2 separate regions of the Ovis aries genome follow, and region 2 is linked to region 1. A link is a contact called in public Hi-C data. All regions are on one chromosome and are shown on one strand. The core of a region is the stretch at or near the end of the contact, and the rest is flanking DNA. Distances in the headings are between cores, read along the strand shown.

Region 1 (3,790 bases), core at 177-2,676:
AATACTCTATGTGGACAACAACACTGTGATTGTGGATTATTTAACAATAAGTAAAGATGCTAACAGTATATTAGATTATTAAGTATAAGAGTAGGTTTCAAAACTTTCATGCAGAATATGATTCTAGTTTCTGCAAAAATAAGATGTGTATGTGGACACAGAAAACAGACTTATGGTTACCAAAGGGAAAGGGGTGAAGGAGAGATAAATTATGAGTATGGAATCAATGGATATATAAAATAGATTAATGACAAGGACTTATATATAACACAGGTAACTATATTTAATATTTTGAGAAGAATCAAACAAAATAAGATATATGTATAACCAAATAACTTTGCTGTACTCCCAATAACACAATATTGTAAGTCAACTATACTTCATTAAAAAATGTGTGTGTGTATGTGTGTGTTTGTCTGTGTGTAATAAGGGCAAAAGATATACCAATTTTTTAAACTGTAGGATTATAGGAGACATATTATTTTGCCAAGTTTTACTCAATAAGTATATACTGCTTTTATAATATGGAAAGTAAGCCAATTCAAGTTGCTTTTATACATGTTGTGCAGTAGACTAAATTAACGATCAGTTTTGTGCTGAGCTGAATATTAACATAATGTATATCATCTCCAAACCCATCCTTCTATACTCCGCTCTGTGATACCTAGGTTTCAACTTTGCAAATAGTCTGCCTCCTTTCCAGCAAGTTTCCTGTTAGATTCTACCAGTGGGGGCACAACAGAGACTGAAAGGCAAACGGAGAAAAGGGAGATGTTCTTCCCATTTGCTCATTTACTTGGGTGTCATCCCAGCAGTGGCCTGTCACATCGGGATTTGTTTCACTCGGCAGCTTATGGCAGCACTCCCAGAACAAGGCTTACTGCACCCCCTTGGTAGTACTAGCATAAACCCGGCAGTGTCCTCTCCCAATTACTGACTTCCCCTAACTCAGTCACTCCTAAAACTAATCATGTGTGAGGGGAAGCAAAGCAAGAGAGGGCTCCCCTTCCACATATCAATGCTGAGCTCACACACTAGGCTGCACCCTGAGTGGGCAGTGTGTACCCCAATGGTGGGGCAGGTGGAAGAGGTTGGCAGGCCCATCAGATTGGCAGGGCAGTAAATCATCTTATTCAGCAATTCTCTTTAAAAACTGTTATGATACAGCAGAGTTCAAGTCCAGGAGTAGAAATGTATAGTAACTGAGGACAAAGGTTGGGACCTCACCCATGGCTTGTTGGAACAGACCCTGTTTGAGCTCTGCCTCGATTCTGTCACCTGAATCAAGGAGATTCACTTGTTTTTGTCACCTGAATCTGCCAGCTGGGGAGTCACAGGCCAGGGCCAGGAGTTCCTCAACTGAGTACACTGGCCTTTTGTGTTGGCTAGGCAAGACAAAAGGTCATGATGTCCCAGAGGGAATCAGTACTGTCCCATGCAACGGAACTGAAACAGGGAGCAATAAGAACATTCACATTCCTCTGGCTACGGTGACCCTGAACTATTCTGATTTCATGAAGACTATACACAGTCTTGGAAGTTGCACAAGACCTGGCAGCCACTTTTAGACTTCTTATGGCTCCTGGGACACTTACAGCGATAATTCAAATGCTGTACAATTAGAGAAATCTTTATGCGTTGATTCTCAAATAAAAAGGTATGCATGGGGATATGAACCAGCTAAAATAAGTGAATGCTATAGACTTATTATAAATTTGCTAGAACAGGGTAAAAGTTGAGATTTTAAACTGACTAATGTTTTTTATTCCTCTCACATTTTTATATGAGTGATTACAGATGATGAAAAGAATGTTGTGGATTAAGTAAAATTTCAGATCTTGTAAAGCAGTTGTTGCTTAGTAGCTCAGTTGTGTCCAATTCTGTGACCCCGTGGGTTGCAGCACACCAGGCTTCCCTGTCCTTTACTGTCTCCTGGAATTTGCTCAAACTCATGTCCATTGAATCTATGATGCCCTCCAACCATCTCACATACTGTCACCCCCTTCTCTTCCTGCCCTCAATCTTTCCCAGCATTAGGGTCTTTTCCAACGGGTCAGCTCTTCGCATCTGGTGGCCAAAGTACTGGAGTTTCCACTTCAGCATCAAGTCCTTCCAATGAATAGTCAGGGTTGATTTCCTTTAGGATTGACTGATTTGATAGGATTGACTGGATTGACTGTAAATTAGGGGGAAGGGAAAACAAAGGAGAAATAAAAATTTGCACTGATGAACTGTAAAATTTACCTGTGTAATGTGGGAAGGTTTTTAAGAGTTTAGAAATAAATTAAGAAGGAGCTATGACCAAGAAAAAAGAGCTAGAAAAAAGAAAAGAAAAAGAAATGATTAATTAAAAAATAAAAAAAAGGCAAAAGAAGTTTCTTCAGCAAGTCTAGTGGTCCTGCCTGACCACTTGTAGCCTCACAGTGGCAGATTCTAAGATCCTAAGCATCTGGGTAAACAAGGCTGCTGCAGGGAGCCTCTGGAAAACCCCAAGAGGAGGACCACAGTGCAGACCTCTAGGATATGGGAGCAAATGGATTCTCTCTTGATACATTCTTTTCTTCTTTTTAGAAACAGTTCCTGGAGTGCTTTTGATCCTTCAGAGACTGAACTCCTGACCATGGGACTGTTGACTGAGGGAAAAAGAAAAAAAAAGCACAACCTTAAAACTGAGAGCTAAGCTTTATTTGGCAGACAAACTCAGGACTTCAGCCCAGGATGCAGCCTCTCTGATTGCTCTGAAGAGATAAGGGAAGAGTCAGGATATTCGGGAGTTTTTGCAACAAAGACCAGGTAGTCAGAACTTCCAAAGACTACCTGTAATTAATCAGAAAAGTAGACATCTCAAGTTAATGAATTTGGTGCTTTTCTATGTATGGGAAGGTACAAAAGTCTGGGTTCATTGAAATCATTCCCTTGATATGAACTTGAGCTGTCTGAGGGCAGCATCCTGTGCTTTTCAGTCCTGAGAGTCCTTAAAATGGCATCCTTAGGGTGCACCATTGAGGTTGGCTGTAGCAGCTGATGGCTTGATGGCTGCAATGTTCTTTGTTCACTGATATGGCAGGCAACATTTTTTCCCTCACAAGACATGAAATTGACCATCCAACCTGTAGTACCCATCATGAATGGGGTATTACATGGTCCACCAAACCAAGAGTTTGGGCAAGTAATTAATCATCAAGTGGATATGTTCTTAAGAGCTCAGGGTAGCTGCAGCCTTCCCTTGTATTTCAATGTCCCTCTTTGATACCCATCCTATTTGGTGCCTCTTCTTCTCTGATCTAAGGAATTTTCTTATGACAGAGGAAAACAGCTTGAGCTGTTTAAGGATGGATAGATTCTAAGGCAGGTGGCTCTCACACAATTTAGACTTCAATGGACACCAAAACTTTCAATAAACTGGAAATTAAAACTAATTTTCCTGGTCACTTCAGGCTCCTAATAGGATTGAACTAACACTCAAAAAAAGGAGCTGGCTGCACAGGCTGGGGAAGTTAGTGTCAGTTATCAAAGAAGACTTGAGTTGCTTTTAAACAGGCATGAGGGTGGGGAGCACACTGAGTGGACCCTCTGAGCACCTATTAATACTTTCACATCCAATAATAAAAGTTAATAGAAAACTATGGAAACCATAAAAAGGCAGGTTATTGAGGATTCAGATCCTTCAGAAACAGAAATTGAGATGAGTCCCTTAGCAAAGAAACACAGTTAGCTGAGTTTTAATGGAACACACAAAAAAGAAAGCTACAAACACTGACCATCTAATGATTAGTTTTATAAATAGGAC
Region 2 (3,805 bases), core at 1,022-3,521, 62 kb after region 1:
GACAAATTCTAGGAGATGGATGATATCAATACTTACTTCAGAAGCAGAGATCTCAGGCTCTGTGGTTTCTAGATAAGAAAGATCTGCCCTTCAAGTAAGATTAAGGTGGGAGAGTTTCTGATCCTCTAATCACAATGCTTTCCTCATAGAAGATACTCAGTAAATATTTGTAAAAATTTAATGGGCAGGTGTGGTAACCTGTTTCATAGCTGTTCCTTTTACCTACATTCTGTAATATCTGGCATAAAGGGACCTGTTCTTATGTAATTATTCAATAAAATATGATTAAGAATGAGCGTATAAATAGTGAGATGACACACCAAGTGTGCTGTGAAGCATTGAGCTTCGACTGCCTGGACAAGTGTTTGACTCCACAAACAACTGCAAAGCTGAGAGCAGAAGAAAGTAGCAAAACACAGCTGTCTGGGCCTGGCCAGAGCACCACTCTGTGAGTTATGTAACAGCTGTTGTGTAATTGTGCATTTAATTCAAAACACATTTTTAAGAGAGAAAACAATTAGATTTTCCAAAAAGAATGAAATTGTGAGTGAGGGGGATAGGGACAAAGAGAAAAACACAACGAAATAGCACAGAAGTTTCTATCTGGTCTTCAAGCAGAGGCACAGGGGAGGCAAGGACCTCAGGGATGGTTGTCTTAGCATCTAGGGGTCTGGCCTCTGAGCGGAATCTGTTTTTGTAAATAAAATTGTATTGCAAAGTGTATTATGGTATTGGTTGACTGTAGAGCTGAGTAAATCAAAACAGAAACTATGTGGCCTAGCAGGCAGAAAATAATCTTTCTCTCTTTACAGAAAAAAGTTTGCTGACCCCCATCTTAGACAAATAAAAGGCTACGCTTGAGGGCCTGTGAGGGTGACGACTCAGAGAACAAAACAGCCGACTCTCGAGCCCATCTGTGAACGCTCTTATGGAGAGGAGGACAAGGAGAATAAATTGGAACAAGAACCAAGGTTTTGGTGTCACACTGGCCTGAAATGAAATTTTGGTTTTGTACTTATAAGATTGGTGTTCATAAACAAGCTATTTTATGTCTGTAAAGTGGGGAACCCAGTAAGGGCGGAAAGAGAAAGTACAGTTCCTGCCCCTGATTTGGAGTAACTATTCAACAAACCTTAGCTTTCCTACTTAAATCCCATATTTGGAAAAGCTGGCACTTTTCACTGGAAGAAATAATTATTACTCTTAATTCTTAGTAATTGGTTAAAAGCACCCAAGGTTTTCCATCTTGCTCTGACTGTAACTTTTGCTAGACTTTCGATAAAATAAACTTTTATACTTAAAAATGGGAGTAGTACAGTTAAAAATTGTCCTTTTTGAATGTTCCCAACTTGAAACATTAATCTCATTTTAAGAACCTATATTACTCAAGAGTCCTGTTTAAATTCATTCTTGGTACAATTGTCTGCGTCAGTGACTGATAAATACCAGCCAACTTCCAAAACCAGGGGTTACTTTCATTTTAAGTGAGTTTTAGCAGACGATATTGCCATTTGCTATTGTGGTGAGTGTGTGACAGCACAGTCTGAGTTCCCTAAAAAATCCTGCTGACATTTCTGTTCCCACATATAAAAGATAATTTAGATAAAGACCATTTAAATAAAGACAAAGATAATTTAAATAAAGATAATTTAGAGCTCCTGAAATCCTAGTAGGTCTGCTTACCAAGCACTGAAATACATTTGATGGGTATGAGTCTTTTAAAGTGGCCTTGGGGTAGGGTTTCTAGAGGGGACCTAAAGAAAAGCACCCTGCTTTTCTGGGACATGGACAAGTTTAGCCGATAGCACTGTCCTAAAGACACCTGGCCAGGGTCCTTGCCTCACTCGCCTCTGCAAAGCACAAGTGCCCTTTAAGATTCCTTTTCAATCCTTGAATTCTCTGACTCCAAGTCTGTCAGAACACAGAAAGTTTCACAGTAACATAAAAAGCACGAAAAGCCAAAAAAATAATAACTGGTCTTAGTGGCCAGAGCAGCTGTGCTTCCTACACTTATCACAGGTTTCGGCTTTGTAAATTAATTCGTCTGCAAATAGCGCCCTGACTCCGGACGCAGCTTCGATACTGGAGCACTGGTTTCTTAAGGATTTAAGTTTAAAGTCAAGGGCTTCCTGCTCTAGGTGTTACAAATAAGTAGTGTCGTTTTCTTTTTGCTCCGAGTTTGTTCATCCAATCATATCCCAGTATGCAAATAAACCTTAGCCCAAGCAGATAAAAAGGAACAAATAAAGCCAAGTGCTCTATCAGAACCAAATCGCTGAGCCTGTCACCTGTGTTCAGGAGCAGAACCAACAATGTCGTCCTCAGCCATGCCAGACGTACCTGCCCCACTCACCAATTTGCAGTTTAAATATACTAAGGTTAGTACAACTTCTGCTTGCTGCTTTGCCTCAGCTTTATAAAAACTACATTTATTTAAAGCACAAAAGGTCAATTTAAGTAAACTGGTGTAGAGAGCCCTTTGCAAATATAAAAATAAAAGGCTTGCAAAATGCAGGTCTGGGTTTAGTGTCTTGATCACATAATGAATTCTAAATCGTATCAGGCAACTTTTCAGAAATTTATTTCTTAAAATATTTCTAAGTAAAAGGAATGCTCTTCACTGTAATAGGTTCTTGTGCCAGGATTCAGTGGACTTTACTAAGCAGTTCTATTAACTTTAGGCAGAGCACCCAGCATGTATAAGAGAGGCAAATACTTACTAGAGAAACTTACTGGAAACAGGCAAACAAATGGAAAATTGGGTGGTTTTTTTTTTTTAAGGAAAATAGAGAGAGAGAGAAACAGAGTATAGTGAAGTAAAACAGAGCATACTGAAGTAACATGATTTTTATATATGTCAAATGAGTGTTAAAATTGAAAGACCTGAATCTGATAATTGGATGAAGGAAAACTCCAGTTACAAAAAACTACATGGTCCTTGCATTATTTAGCATATTTGGGAAAAGAAAGCCTTCTTATTTACTTCTTCAGCCAAATTTGTTGCCATTGGAGCCGGCATGTAATTGTTAGCTGATAAATATTTAGAGAAAAAAGAGCAGGAGCCAGACCCAGACTTAAAAATCCACAGTTAGGGAGAAGGAGGAAATGGATCCTATTTGAGTCAATCAAGAGTATCTCTGAACTTTGCCTGTTTCACACATTCCTGCTTTCTAGTCAGAGCCTAGAACTTTCAGAGAAACAAATAAACAAAACCAATCTAACCAAGATCATTTAAGAAATGAGATTTATGGTGTGATGCGGAAAGGAAAGTAAGGAAGGAACTATTCCCACTCAGGGAGAGCCACTTTGCTGTCTGATTAACCAAGGAAATTCCAAGAGCACTGTAAGTTTATGATAAAGTCCTGCTATTATTGTTTCCTTACTTGTAACCATGGATGGTTTTGAAATTCTAGTCTGTTAAATTTTCATTTTCATAAGCACAACAAATGAGGAAGTTGTTCAGCTGACTGGCTCTTTTCCTTAGAAAAGTGTCTGCAGAGATCAGATTGTGCCTTTAACATGATCGACCAACAGTTATAAAGTGTATTAAAGTATTATTTTTACAAGGTTTTATTAAAAGGGAAAATATTTTTTTGTCCATTTGATTTTATTCCAAATGGGAACATGAAAAATGCGATTGAGACTATACCCTCCAAAGATTTTGCACTTGGCAAAAGCACGCCTAGCAGATAACAAGACTCCAGTTTTCCCAACTTTCTTACTGTTTGTCATTTGCAAGATATTTCAATCCAGAGTAAATACATTTAAAAATGCGTTCATTTTATAAAGATCAAAACCACTGGCA

Evidence for each region. Hi-C and Micro-C count contacts between places; a contact is called where the count stands out from the background.
Region 2: a contact with region 1 is called in a Hi-C map of omental adipose tissue, with 2.5 times the contacts expected there. The contact joins the promoter of ALDH1A1 here to the enhancer-like site in region 1. A contact is called at or near these places in 4 of 16 Hi-C or Micro-C datasets (liver, omental adipose tissue, skin fibroblasts and 1 more).

What each region holds. Positions count from the first base shown.
Region 1 is chr2:63,686,110-63,689,899 of ARS-UI_Ramb_v3.0, forward strand. No RefSeq gene overlaps it. Among named protein-coding and RNA genes, the nearest start is that of ALDH1A1, 61 kb to the right of the region's middle. Within about 2 kb of position 1,427, at least 8 of the 54 cell types and tissues checked have an H3K27ac peak or open chromatin away from gene starts, as enhancers often do. A contact at or near this core is called in tail adipose tissue, where this site is marked.
Region 2 is chr2:63,747,021-63,750,825 of ARS-UI_Ramb_v3.0, forward strand. It overlaps ALDH1A1 (aldehyde dehydrogenase 1 family member A1), which reads left to right and starts at 2,272. Exons shown (of 13, transcript NM_001009778.1): 1 at 2,272-2,378. The coding sequence starts at 2,313.